Regions from separate parts of the Mus musculus genome. Here all the other regions are linked to region 3. Evidence: chromatin contacts called from public HiChIP or PLAC-seq and promoter capture Hi-C data. All regions are on one chromosome and are shown on one strand. The core of a region is the stretch at or near the end of the contact, and the rest is flanking DNA. Distances in the headings are between cores, read along the strand shown.

What was found. Promoter capture Hi-C pulls out the DNA fragments that hold promoters and counts their contacts. HiChIP or PLAC-seq counts read pairs in DNA pulled down with a chosen protein or histone mark.
Region 1: an H3K4me3 HiChIP or PLAC-seq map of embryonic stem cells shows a contact between it and region 3, with 4 times the contacts expected there. The contact joins the promoter of Rcc1 here to the enhancer-like site in region 3. A contact is called at or near these places in 1 of 39 promoter capture datasets (pre-B cells), 5 of 115 datasets of contacts at active chromatin or transcription factors (embryonic stem cells, fetal liver and large pre-B cells) and 2 of 9 other capture datasets (adipose tissue and liver).
Region 2: a promoter capture Hi-C map of embryonic stem cells shows a contact between it and region 3, with 2.4 times the contacts expected there. The contact joins two enhancer-like sites. A contact is called at or near these places in 5 of 39 promoter capture datasets (the HPC-7 cell line, cranial neural crest, embryonic stem cells and 1 more), 2 of 484 Hi-C or Micro-C datasets (both in embryonic stem cells), 8 of 115 datasets of contacts at active chromatin or transcription factors (astrocytes, embryonic stem cells, forebrain and 1 more) and 1 of 9 other capture datasets (embryonic stem cells).
Region 4: a contact with region 3 is called in an H3K27ac HiChIP or PLAC-seq map of embryonic stem cells, with 5 read pairs. The contact joins the promoter of Srsf4 here to the enhancer-like site in region 3. A contact is called at or near these places in 3 of 39 promoter capture datasets (erythroid cells, hippocampal neurons and stem cell-derived epiblast-like cells), 12 of 115 datasets of contacts at active chromatin or transcription factors (bone marrow-derived macrophages, cardiomyocytes, embryonic hindbrain and 6 more) and 3 of 9 other capture datasets (adipose tissue, liver and pancreatic islet).

Annotation. Positions count from the first base shown.
Region 1 is chr4:132,344,324-132,347,273 of GRCm38.p6, forward strand. Rcc1 (regulator of chromosome condensation 1) reads right to left here and starts at 1,427. Exons shown (of 10, transcript NM_133878.3): 1 at 1,323-1,427. RefSeq lists a cis regulatory region at 982-1,829.
Region 2 is chr4:131,900,015-131,902,836 of GRCm38.p6, forward strand. It overlaps Srsf4 (serine and arginine-rich splicing factor 4), which reads left to right. Exons shown (of 6, transcript NM_020587.2): 5 at 48-137; 6 at 251-1,711. The coding sequence ends at 1,058. It overlaps Gm12992 (predicted gene 12992), which reads right to left. Exons shown (of 5, transcript NR_102393.1): 5 at 1-2,822. It also overlaps the pseudogene Gm12978. Among named protein-coding and RNA genes, the nearest start is that of Gm12992, 19 kb to the right of the region's middle. Within about 2 kb of position 1,422, at least 14 of the 459 cell types and tissues checked have an H3K27ac peak or open chromatin away from gene starts, as enhancers often do. A contact at or near this core is called in embryonic stem cells, where this site is marked.
Region 3 is chr4:132,127,944-132,130,771 of GRCm38.p6, forward strand. The region is part of intron 1 of Oprd1 (opioid receptor, delta 1); the gene reads right to left. Among named protein-coding and RNA genes, the nearest start is that of n-TAcgc3, 4.1 kb to the left of the region's middle. Within about 2 kb of position 1,323, at least 44 of the 459 cell types and tissues checked have an H3K27ac peak or open chromatin away from gene starts, as enhancers often do. A contact at or near this core is called in embryonic stem cells, pancreatic islet and stem cell-derived epiblast-like cells, where this site is marked.
Region 4 is chr4:131,871,936-131,875,090 of GRCm38.p6, forward strand. Srsf4 (serine and arginine-rich splicing factor 4) reads left to right here and starts at 1,704. Exons shown (of 6, transcript NM_020587.2): 1 at 1,704-1,935. The coding sequence starts at 1,829.

The DNA.
Region 1 (2,950 bases), core at 177-2,676, 220 kb after region 3:
AGGGGTGGGTAGACTAGGTTAGACAACCCACCAGGAGGAGGGTTTTCCAGTTACTCCCACTTCTGGAGCATTTGGTAACCCCAGCGGTGGTCCCTCCCTTCCCCCCACACTCAGAACTTTCCAGCTAGACTTAGGGAAGAATATCTCTGTGAGAAAGGCTACCAGGAGAGAAGGCAAAGCCTGGGCAGGCTGCTGCTGTGTGCGGCCAGTAACTAACTGAGAACTGAGCACGCTCAAGCCACACCAGGAAGTCCATCACCCAGGTCCAGAAGTAAGTGATACAGCCTCGGGCTATCTGTTAATTTTTTTTTCCTAGAGAGAGAGGGGCAATAGTTCTGGGGGATGTTTGAGTAACTAGCTTTGCACAGATTATAGGACACATTACTTTCCCTTTAAAGGCAAGGAGACTAAGGTTTAAGAGAACCTAGTGGGACCTGCCCGATCCAGACTCCTGCTCTTGGTTGCCTCTGCAACCAGAACCTGGTGAATCACTTCTAACTCATCTTTTCTGAGCTCCATTAGCATGCTCTTCTTGGGTGACGCAGCCTTCTCTGTATCCTCCACACCCTCCCCACAAGCACCAATGTCTATGACCCAAACTCTTCGAGTGGTTGCATGTGCTGTATGTACCCCATGTCTGGATCACCCTGATTCTGTTACCCCAAACATATTAAAATCTCACCTGGAAAGCTATCCCCAACCCTCCACAGCCCGGTTACGGCTTCTGCTTTGGAGTTTCCGGGTCTGTTTCATACCCTCAGCTTGTCCCACGGCACACGTGGTCGGAGGACTTAATTTAGGATGAACCAAAGACGTGGCAGCAGCGACGTTCAAGTTCCACGGGCATACTTTGCTGATCTCAGGAGACCCTAACTGTGGACCCACGGAAGACTCGCCTGGGAGCCCCTGCGTCCCGCAAAGGTCACGGAGACCCGCCTTTGTCACCATTGTTCCCCAGCGGCACGGAACAACCGGGTGACACGGGGTTGAAGAGGGTTAAGGACAGGCCACGGTCTGTGAACGCTGCTGGCCCCTCCCCACCGGCGGCTCCCCAAGTTCCCCGCCGCCGCGCGCGCCCGGGTCCCCGCGCATCAGTCGTTTGAATCTCCCGCCACGGAGCGGAGTGCGCGCCCCAAGCGCGACGGCTAAGGGGCCCGAGCGCCGGCGAGGCGGGGCCCACGCGGGCCGGAGCTCGTGCGCCTGGAGCGCCGCCGGCTTCACGTGCAGCCCGCCATGTAGGTTGCGATCTCGGCCTACCACGACCTCGCGCACCTCCGGGTTTCCCGTCCCCAGGGCTCCCTACGAACCGGAGCGCGACCTACCTCGGGACAGGGCGGCCACAAGCAACTCCGGCGCTCGGCGGCCGGCGGTGAACTGCCCCGAGCATGCGCTCTGCGGGCCTCCGGCCGCGACCCTGGCCAGAAGGGAAAACACAGAGCCGGGCGGCCCCTGGCGGCCACCGCGGGAAGTGCGAGCGGCTGCTCCTAGTTTGTACACAGCATTCTGTACTTGGGAGATTTCCTCCCCAAAGTGGGATGAGTGGACAAATAACCAACTGGAGGAACTACTAGAATTCCTGTTTGTTTAGGAAAATCTGGTGCGTGAGGTCTGCACGGAACAAAACAAGGCTGATGGTTCTTGTTTTCAAATTATATATGCAGAAGGCTCAAAAGACCCCAATCTATACAGAGCCATCTGATTCAGTCTAGGTAGGGCTCAGGAACGGCTAATTAGTCTAAGTGGAAGAGGCATTCAGGATGAATAACATTTCCTTATTTATTATATGTATGAGTGCTTTTCATGTAGGTACATCTGTGTACCACGTATGTATACAGTTCAAAGGCCAGAAAGAGAGCATTGGTTGCAGTAGAACTGGCGTTACAAATGGATGCGACCTGCCATGTATGTGCTAGAATGGGATTCCCATCTTCTGCATGAGCAACAAGCACCCTTAACCACTGAGCCATCTTTCCTGTCCCAGAGAGGTGACATTTGCAATGACAGAGAGTAAGACATGTGAAACTGCCATATAGTCTGAAAGTAGAGGGTAAAGGTCTAGTCTACGGGGACAGTGTGTGATTATGGGAAGGTTCTGCTCACAAGATGAAATGTTCACAACTTTAATGGACTTTGGGTAAAGTGTAACCAAGAATGGAGAGGCAAAGAGCAAGCAGGAAGTAGATTCGGTAATGCCTGGGTTGGTGGCACCGCCTACAATCCCATCATTCCAGAAGCTGAGGCAGGAGGGATACATAGTGAGATTCTATCCCATAAAGAAAGAAGAAGAAGAAGGAAAAAAACCTGGGGCGAGAAGAGGGGCACTGGTTGTAGTTCAGTGGCTGAGTGCTTTGTCTAAGTGTGCGGTGCAAGGCTCAACTACAAGATAGTAAGGGAAGGAGGGGGGAGTAAGGGCTGGGAGCAGGAAAAGATGACTCAGAGCTGGGAATTGTTGGAGTTGGGAGCTAACACCAGAAGCAGAACACTGTGAAAAATGGCTTAGGGCTGGAGAGATGGCTCAGTGGTTAAGAACCCTTGGCTGCTCTGGCAGAGGTCCTGAGTTCAATTCCCAGCAACCACATGGTGGCTCACGACCATTTATAAAAGGGATCTGATGCCCTCTTCTGGCCTGAAGGTGTACGCACTCCTACACTAAAAAACAAATTTAAAAAAGGAAGAAGGAGGAGGAGGAGGAGGAGGAGGAGGAGGAGGAGGAGGGGCTGGAGAGATGGCTCAGCAAGTAAGAGCACTGACTTCTGAAGGTCCAGAGTTCCAATCCCAGCAACCACATGGTGGCTCACAACCACCCGTAATGAGATCTGACGTCCTCTTGCGAGTCAGAAGACAGCTACAGTGTACTTATGTATAATAATAAATAAATCTTTGCTGGACGTGGTGGCGCACGCCTTTGATCCCAGCACTCGGGAGGCAGAGGCAGGCAGATTTCTGAGTT
Region 2 (2,822 bases), core at 172-2,671, 230 kb before region 3:
CACCTTGTCTCAAAAACTATGTTGTTTTTTGTTTTTCTGCACCACAGGTCTCGCTCTCGAAGCAGACATTCCCGGAAGAGCAGAAGCCGGAGTGGTAGCAGTAAAAGCAGCCATTCGAAGAGCCGGTCTCGATCCAGGTGGGCCTGCAGCTCCCCTGCTCCCACGCCCCACACGCATGCCCGTGCTCTCTCCAGTTCCTGACAGAAAGTGGCTAGTCACCCATTACTCACCCGGCTCCTCTGTCTTCCAGGTCAGGTTCCCACTCCCGCAGCAAGAGCCGCAGTCGCAGTCAGAGCCGCAGCCGCAGTAAGAAGGAGAAAAGCCGGAGCCCCAGCAAAGACAACAAGAGCCGCAGTCGCAGCCGCAGCCCTGACAAGAGCCGCAGTAAGAGTAAAGACCACGCCGAGGACAAGCTCCAAAACAACGACAGCGCCGGCAAAGCCAAGAGCCACAGCCCCAGCCGCCATGACAGTAAAAGTCGGAGCAGGAGCCAGGAGAGGAGAGCAGAGGAGGAGAGGCGAAGGAGCGTGAGCAGGGCTCGCAGCCAGGAGAAGAGCCGCAGCCAGGAGAAGAGCCTTCTCAAGAGCCGCAGCCGCAGCCGGAGCAAGGTGGGCAGCCGGAGCCGCAGCCGCAGCAAGGACAAGCGGAAGGGAAGGAAGAGAAGCAGGGACGAAAGTCGAAGCCGCAGCCGCAGCAAGAGCGAGCGCAGCCGAAAACACAGCAGCAAGCGGGACAGCAAAGTCAGTAGCAGCAGCAGCAAGAAGAAGAAGGACACCGACCACTCCCGGTCACCGTCCCGCTCGGTGTCAAAGGAGCGCGAACATGCCAAGGCAGAGTCTGGCCAGAGGGAAAGCCGGGCAGAGGGTGAGAGCGAGGCCCCCAATCCAGAGCCCCGGGCCAGGTCAAGATCCACCTCCAAATCCAAACCCAATGTCCCGGCAGAGTCGCGCTCCAGGTCAAAATCGGCTTCAAAAACACGCTCTCGGTCCAAGTCTCCATCCAGGTCTGCTTCCAGGTCGCCCTCCCGGTCTAGATCCAGGTCCCACTCAAGGTCCTAACTGGCTCTGCCACGCTGGAACTGCCGAGAAGTGTTTTGTACATGTTGGTAGCCGTAGCACAAGAGTGAAGTAGAACACCCGTCACTGCTGTACATTAACTCCCTAAAGGTGTGTCTCAGTTGTTCAATCTCAGTGCTTCCTCGGTCAGCCTCCAGGCGCCAGGCCTTCCCGCTCTACTGAAAGCAGCTCCTCAGACCTCCCCTTACTCACAGTAGGACACCCAGACGCCTGCCTTTCAGGCCTGGCCACGGCTATAGGGAGCTCGGCACCCAGACGGCTGGCTTCTCAGGCTGGAGTGATGGCGTAGGTAGGTGTGCTGAGCTCAGCCGTCTGCCCTTGAATCGATGCCCTTTGATGTGTGCCACGTAGTGAAAGTGCAAGTCTTCAGTCTCCCACCACTTCGGTTTCCTGTTTCTGGACTTACCAACGTTGTGAATAGCACAGTGGAGAGAAACGGATCCCTGCGTAGCCCCTAGGAAGTAACACTGTAGGAGCTCCACATTCTGGTATTGTGATTATATTGTTTTATATTAAAAGGAAAGATTTTTTTTAATTTTATTTTTCCCCGTCTTGCAAAGTATAGTGACCCCTGTTTCCATTAAATTTGAATAAAGACTATTTTTGCTTGACAAAATTTCACCGCGCTTGAATCTAAATGGCATTTCCTGGTGTGTCATCTGTCCTGCTGTTTTCCCTGTGGTGAGAAGCAATATTTCCCAAAGGAATATTCACCCAGCAGAATGAAGGCAAGTCCCCAAGAGTCTGGGGTTCTGGGGTTCTCTTGAGAAGCTGTGGTCAAGCTGAGGAGAAGTGAGGCCATTTGGAAGCCGTGTCGCCTGTGAGTTCTTCATGAGCAGAGGGGGTTCTGGTGCCTGTCGGTCTTGTCATGATCCTCTTGTCACCGTAAAATCTGCACCGGAAACCAGGGGTATGCCACTGGAATACCATGCCCCAGTCATTCTCGCACTAATTGTCATAGCTCAGGAGGTGCCTGAGATGGTGCTGAGGGGTGGCACGTGTGGCAAGGTGGATCCTGGCCTCCTTAGTGCATGGGCCAACCTGGGAGCTATGCAGGCGTCTGTTGGGATCTGTCCCTAGAGTTCACACTGCTTGTCCATAAGCCAGACCTACAGGGCCTGGAAATACAAAATCAGATGGTTTTCTCCCTTCCCGGAGTCCATGACCTGCCTGTAAATGGTCAGCACTAAGGGCAAGTGGGCCTTCTGAGAAGGCAGCCTCCCTCAGTGGTAAAAAGCACAGGCCATGTGGGTTTGACTAAGTGGTAGTTAAGCCCAGCAGTGATGGTGCCCAGAGGAAGTATGGGGAGGAGCTTGAGTGCAGGGGGCGGGGTCTGTATGGGCAGCACAAGACGTCAGGCCAGGCGGTGGTGGCACACACCTTTAATCCCAGCAATTCGGTGGCCAGTCTGATCTACAGAGTGAGTCTCAGGACAACCAGGGCTACACAGAGAAACACTATCCAAAAAAAAAAAAAAATGTTATGGAGTGTGGTCAGGAGAGGGTATAAAAGACCAGTGAGACATGGCAGTGGGAGATTTGGATGGCCATTCTGAGCTCTTGGAGAAGTAGGTGAATTGGGTCAGATTGGACCATGGAATCCCAGGACAGACCAGGCAGCCAAACTAAAAAACCTCCCAGACTCTTGAACTCACCTTCCCTTTATCTGGGTTCATCAGTGCAGCATCCTGACAAGGATGCTAACACGGCTGCTTCTTATTCTCTGGGAACGTAATGTGCAAGGCGG
Region 3 (2,828 bases), core at 73-2,572:
TTTTAGGAGTGAATTCCCATTTTGGGGGTTTGTTTGTTTTGTTTGTTTCTTTGGTTGGTTAGTTTTTCAAGACAGGGTTTCTCTGTGTAGCCCTGGCTGTCCTGGAACTCACTTGGTAGACCAGGCTGGCCTCAAACTCAGAAATCCATCTGCCTCTACCTCCCAAGTGTTCTCCTTCCATCTTTTGGTCCCAAGGACTGGACTTAATGTCATCAGGTTTAGCAGCGAGTCCCTTCACCAACTCAGCCACTCCCCACCTCGACTTATAAGAAAAGTCGAAGAGAGGATGCACACGCAGAGGCGAGCATGAGGAAATAAAGAATGTGCCCTTGTGAGGACAGAGGCCAAAGGGTGGTGAGGACTGCCAGAGCCCCAGCTCAGCACAGGAGGGATTCTTCTCAGAGCCTGACCACACCTTAAGTTTAGGCCTCTAGCCTTTTTTTTCGAGACAGGGTTTCTCTGTGTAGCCCTTGGCTGACCTGGAACTCACTCTGTAGACCAGGCTGACCACGAACACAGAAATCCGCCTGCCTCTGCCTCCCAAGTGCTGGGATTAAAGGTGTGCGCCACCAATGCCCGGCGCCTCTAGCCTTTTGAAGGAAGAAATTCTGGAAGCTTCTTTGGTTTTGAGGTGAGTTTTTTTTTTTTTTTTTTTTATTGTTTGTTTGTTTTATAGGCACAGGGATATGTTGTCGCTGCCTGAAAAAGGATTTTACCCTGTAACCCAGGTTACCCTTGACCTTGTAGTCCTCCAGAGTTCTGTGACACAGGCCTGTGCACACAGACTATTAACGCTGACAGGAAAGCGAGCTGGCTGCGTGTCTCATATGCAGACTGTTTGGTTTGGTTTAGTGTGGTTTGCCTTAGTTCTTCGAGACAGGCTTTCTCTGTGTAGCTCTGGCTGTCCTGGAATTCACTCTGTAGAGCAGGCTGGCCTTGAACTCAGAGATCCACCTGCCTCAGCTGGGATTAAAGGTGGGCAGCACCACGGTCCAGACACTTGTGGACGGGCTTACATGCTGGGGACACACAAGTCATTCTCCACTGAACCAGCAAAGCCACAGGAACATCACTATCCCCTTTTTACAGGTGGAGAAGGCTGAGGGGTGGAGAGGTGAAGCTGACTAGCAGGCCTTAAGTTAGGTCTCCAGTTCCTGGGATTCTAAAATTCAAGTTCAATCCCTTTGTTTTACAAATGAAGGCTCTGAGGCTGTGCTATAGCAGTGACCCCAGAGGCTGGGTGCACAGAGAGGGAACAGAGATGAGTCAACAAAGCCTGCACCAGCAGCCCAGGGGTCCAGCTGGAGCTCCCTTTATTTGCAGACAAAGGGTGATTGCTCTCCCAAAGGACAAAACAAGCCTGGTCGGGCAAGGAGGACGACAGCAAACTGTGTCCCTGCCCACCACTTAAGAGGGATGGCACTTGGCCAGAAATTAATTAGCTGTCTCAGTTTGGCAGAACCCGGAGAAGGAAAGTGGTTAATTATAATGAAGCCCAGAGAGCTTGCTTATCAAGGGGAAGATTATGGCCAGGCCTCGGAAGCAAAAGGCCCCCCCGAGTTGAACGTGAGTGGAGAGACCTGCCAGGCTATAGTTAGCAGCAACCAGGCTAAAGGCCTAGCTTCCATTGGAAACCCAAAGCACACTCAAAGAGTTCTCCCTTCCCTCATCCTGACCCTGCTTAAGGATGGCTGGAGTGTGGGGTGAACTGTATCCAGATAGTGTGGAAGAATCTGGGGCTGGAGATCTGATGGCTCACTTAGGAAAGTGTTTTCTGTGTGAGCATGGGGACCTGAGTTCAGTCCCCAGGAGTCACAGAAACAAGACAGGTGTGGTGGGCTGAGGAGGCAAGACAGACATTTGCTGGGACATGCTGGCTGGGTACACAGCTTCCAGTGAGAGATCCTATCTCAAAAAAACAAGGTGGTTGGTTCTAGAGGCACGACACCCTGAGGCTGATACTAGGTGTGTGTGTGTGTGTGTGTGTGTGTCTGTGTGTGTGTGTGTGTGTGTCTGTGTGTGTCTGTGTGTGTGTGTGTGTGTGTATGTCTGTGTCTGTGTGTCTGTGTGTTTCTCTGTGTGTGTATGTCTGTATATCTGTGTGTCTGTGTGTATGTGTGTGTGTGTATATGTCTGTGTCTGTGTGTCTGTGTGTTTCTCTGTGTGTGTATGTCTGTATATCCGTGTGTGTCTGTGTGTGTCTATGTCTGTATATCTTTGTGTCCCTGTGTGTGTCTATGTGTGTGTTGGGGTGCAGGGGAAAGGGAGAGAGAGTTAGAGAATCCTTCAGTGTGGAAGTCAGTGCCTGGATTTCCAGAAACAGGGCATGACCCTCCTACAAACCATATGTGCCAGACTCCCCCACCCCACACCTACTCATAGGAACAGAGATGAGTAGTTGAGTGTTTGAAATAGAACATGGAGGTTCGGTGTGCTTCAGTGGTAGGACAATTATTGCTTATATGTACAACTCCCAGAGTTAGACAGACTGCACACAGGAAGGGGTTGAGAGTGGGGGAAGAACAGTATCCGGTGCCTGCTTTGATGGGACACAGGGGTCACTGTTGCCAACCATCAGAGAAAATCTCCCTGGAGGAGAGAGTTACTTGATAAAGGAAGTGAAAAGACAGTGCCCTGGAGGGGTGGTGGCCTGCCATTCTCGCGTGGCTCCTGTCCCTTTTATCTGGCGGCTGGTGAGTTTCTGTTTGTAGAGCCCAGAAACTCTACCGATGGATCCAAGTGGCTGTTAGAGACTTAAGAACTATTTAGTGATGGCTTCTTAGGGCCAAAGGCCCGAGTGAGCTAGGAACAGGATAAAGGACGGAGGA
Region 4 (3,155 bases), core at 454-2,953, 260 kb before region 3:
CCAAAGGTTGGACCCTGTCTCAATTCTTCACTAGAATAGTGACTAGGTAAGTTACTGTGTATAAAAAAGTGTGTTATAAGACAAAATGGTCTTAAGTGCTTTTCATATGCTTCTGAAATGACTAAAATATAGTGAGACAAAAATCAGGTGTAAGCCGGGCGTGGTGGTGCACGCCTTTAATCCCAGCACTCGGGAGGCAGAGGCAGGTGGATTTCTGAGTTCGAGGCCAGCCTGGTCTACAGAGTGAGTTCCAGGACAGTCAGGGCTATACAGAGAAACCCTGTCTCAAAAAAAAAAAAAAAAAAAAAAAAAAAAATCAGGTGTGATGCACACCTGCAATTGACAATCACAGTTCTTAGAAAGGCTTTTACAGGTTAGTCAAAGGCCATTAGACATAGAAAGTTCTTGTCTTAAAAAAGAAAAGCCAAGTGCTGTATGGTAAATTAACTTCTAAAGGAATACTTAAGAAACTGCCTCTAGAAAGGAAAGCAGAAGATGCAGAAGAGAAAACTTTACCCAGCACATCAGTTAAAGTGGAAATGCAGTAAAGAGACTAAACCCCTCAGTGATTCCTGGGCAAAGCTGAAAAGGAACCTTTCATTACTGAGCACCCACATGCCCCAGCACAGTTCATTACATTTGGTTATTTTGGCAATACACTGGACATCTATAGATTATAATCTTGCAGGTTAGAAATTTTTTCTGAGCTGGCAGAGATGGGGTACACCTTTAACTCTAGCACTTGGGAAGCAGGCAGGTTTGAAGCCAGCCTGGTCCACAGAGGGAGTTCCGGGACAGCCGGGGATATACAGAAAAACCCTTTCTCAAAATGAATAAACAAAAAAAGAAAATAGTAATTTTCTGTCGTGCTTAATCTAACTACAAGGCACTAAACTGAACGGACATAGTTTGGCACATGCTTTTAATCCCAGCCAATAGGCAGACAGGCAAAGTTTCAGGCCAGCCTGGTCTACAGGGCTATTTCTAGGACAGTCAGAACTTTTTTGTTTAAGGATTTATTTTATGTGTATGAGTACAGTGTAGCTGTTTTTAGACAGACACCCTAGAAGAGGGCATCCGATTCCCATTACAGATGGTTGTGAGCCACCATGTGGTTGCTGGCAATTGAACTCAGGACCTCTGGCAGTCAGTGCTTTAAAAAATAAAAATTAAATCTGAGATGTAACTCAGAGATAGGGCACTTGTTAACATCCGTATGGCCCTGAGTTCGATCCACAACACCGCAAAATAATACCGAACCAATTATTGGAACACTTTTACATACCTAGTATCGACACTGTAGAGACAACCCTGAAAGTACAAGGAAGATAAAAGAGACTCAAAGATCCGAGAGAAAGGAAAATGGGCCCAAGGTCATGGATCCACTAACTTCCCACAGGGACGTTTACCGAAAACCACCCCAAAACAGAAAGTCTACCAGAGCAAAGGACAAAGGCGGGAACACCCGCTCGGCGCGCACCCGCGCAGGCACTTCCGGGGGAAGTGCCGCTGCCACGGCGAGCTCGCGAGAGGACGTGCTGCAGCTGTCGCTCACTCGGCCAGGTCCCGCCCCGCGCCGGCGCGCCTCCAGTAAAGCCCCGCCCCCGCCCCTGACCAGGCGGGAAGCGGGCGCGCGCTCCCTCCCGTTCCCCTCCGCCGGGGGGGGGGGGGTAGGGAGACGGGGGCGCGCGTTCTCGAGCTGCGTGCTCGCGTACGTCGCCGGGCTTCGGCTGCGTCCGTCCCGCCGCCCGCCCGTTACCGCCGCCGCCGCGTTTTCCCTTCGCCGGCCGCCGCCTGAGGGGGGCCGGGGCCAGCTGCCGCCGCCGGAATGCCGCGGGTGTACATCGGCCGCCTGAGCTACCAGGCCCGGGAGCGCGATGTGGAGCGCTTCTTTAAGGGCTACGGGAAGATCCTGGAGGTGGATCTGAAGAACGGGTGAGGAGGGCGGCGGAGGGGCCGGCCGGGGGGCTGACAGGGCCGCGGCTGTGGCTAGGAGGCCGCGGGGACGCGAGCGCGGCGCTCGCTGGGCGCTAAGCCGCCGCCGGCCTCCTCCGCTCCGCCATGGCGGCGGTGCCTCGGGGGCGCGGGTAGGCCCGGCTCCCACTGCGCCTGCGCGGGCGGGGGTGGTGGCGGGATAATGGGGACGGAGGCCCGGGTTAGACTGGGGCTCCGGGCGCCGGGGAGGCCTGGGTTTCCGTCGCTGGACTATGGGTCCGAGGCGGCCCTTTCCCGCTCTGGGGCTGCCAGGAGCAGATGAGGGTTCCGGCCCTCTTCTCCCCGTTCCCCAGCCTGACCGGCCAGAGGCTTCCCGGCGTGTGTTTCTGAGGACTGGAGCTCTGGCTTTTTCGCGTGCCACACTTTGGGCGGGAGACACTAGTTTTTGTAGTGCAGTGACAGTTTCGAAAGTACTGGCTTGCCGCGCTTCAAGCCTTGACCGCTCCCTTTCCGAGAGTAAATTAAAGTCCTAGCTCGTTATCTTGGGGAGTCCTTACAGAGTTTTCCACGTTGTGGTTTCGGCTCTCCAACTTGCCGGAAAATGATTGCTGTCGTAGGATTTTTTGAGTGGGTAAGGGCCATCCTGGCCAGGTCTGCGTCGGCTGCTGGTGCAAGTGGAGACACATCTCCAAATTGCCTACTTAACAGCTTTCCCCGTACAATCTGGGCTTGTATTTCTAATCTGCTTTGGCGAAGCAAGGCTAGCAGGGACTACCAGGTTCGGGGAAAACGGGTGAGTTGTCATGCCTAGAGATTGTACGAGCATCTTTTGCTTGGGAGCTGAGAATTATTAGGTAGGACTTGAAAGGCATTAAGCACCGGAACGGCGTCGGAAGCACTAAACCTTGGGTGTTAGGGGAACCCTTGGTTTTTGCTGTGTTTATTTCTTGCCTGTTTTGTTTTTTTCGACTTTGTGTTTGGTCCAATGAGACCAGTAGTAATTGACATTTGAGAAGACATACACTTTAGTATGAATGGCAAATGAACCAGCAGGTTCTCAAAGCTGTCTAGATTTCGAATAATTGACACTTAAAAGACTCTCCTTGCTGAGAACAAGACTTCGATAAAATGTTTATGAATCCTGGATTCGATTCACAAAGACAATTTCTCATTTTTGTTCTTACAGAGCGAACCAGCTGGCATGAGAGTATTGTTTTTGT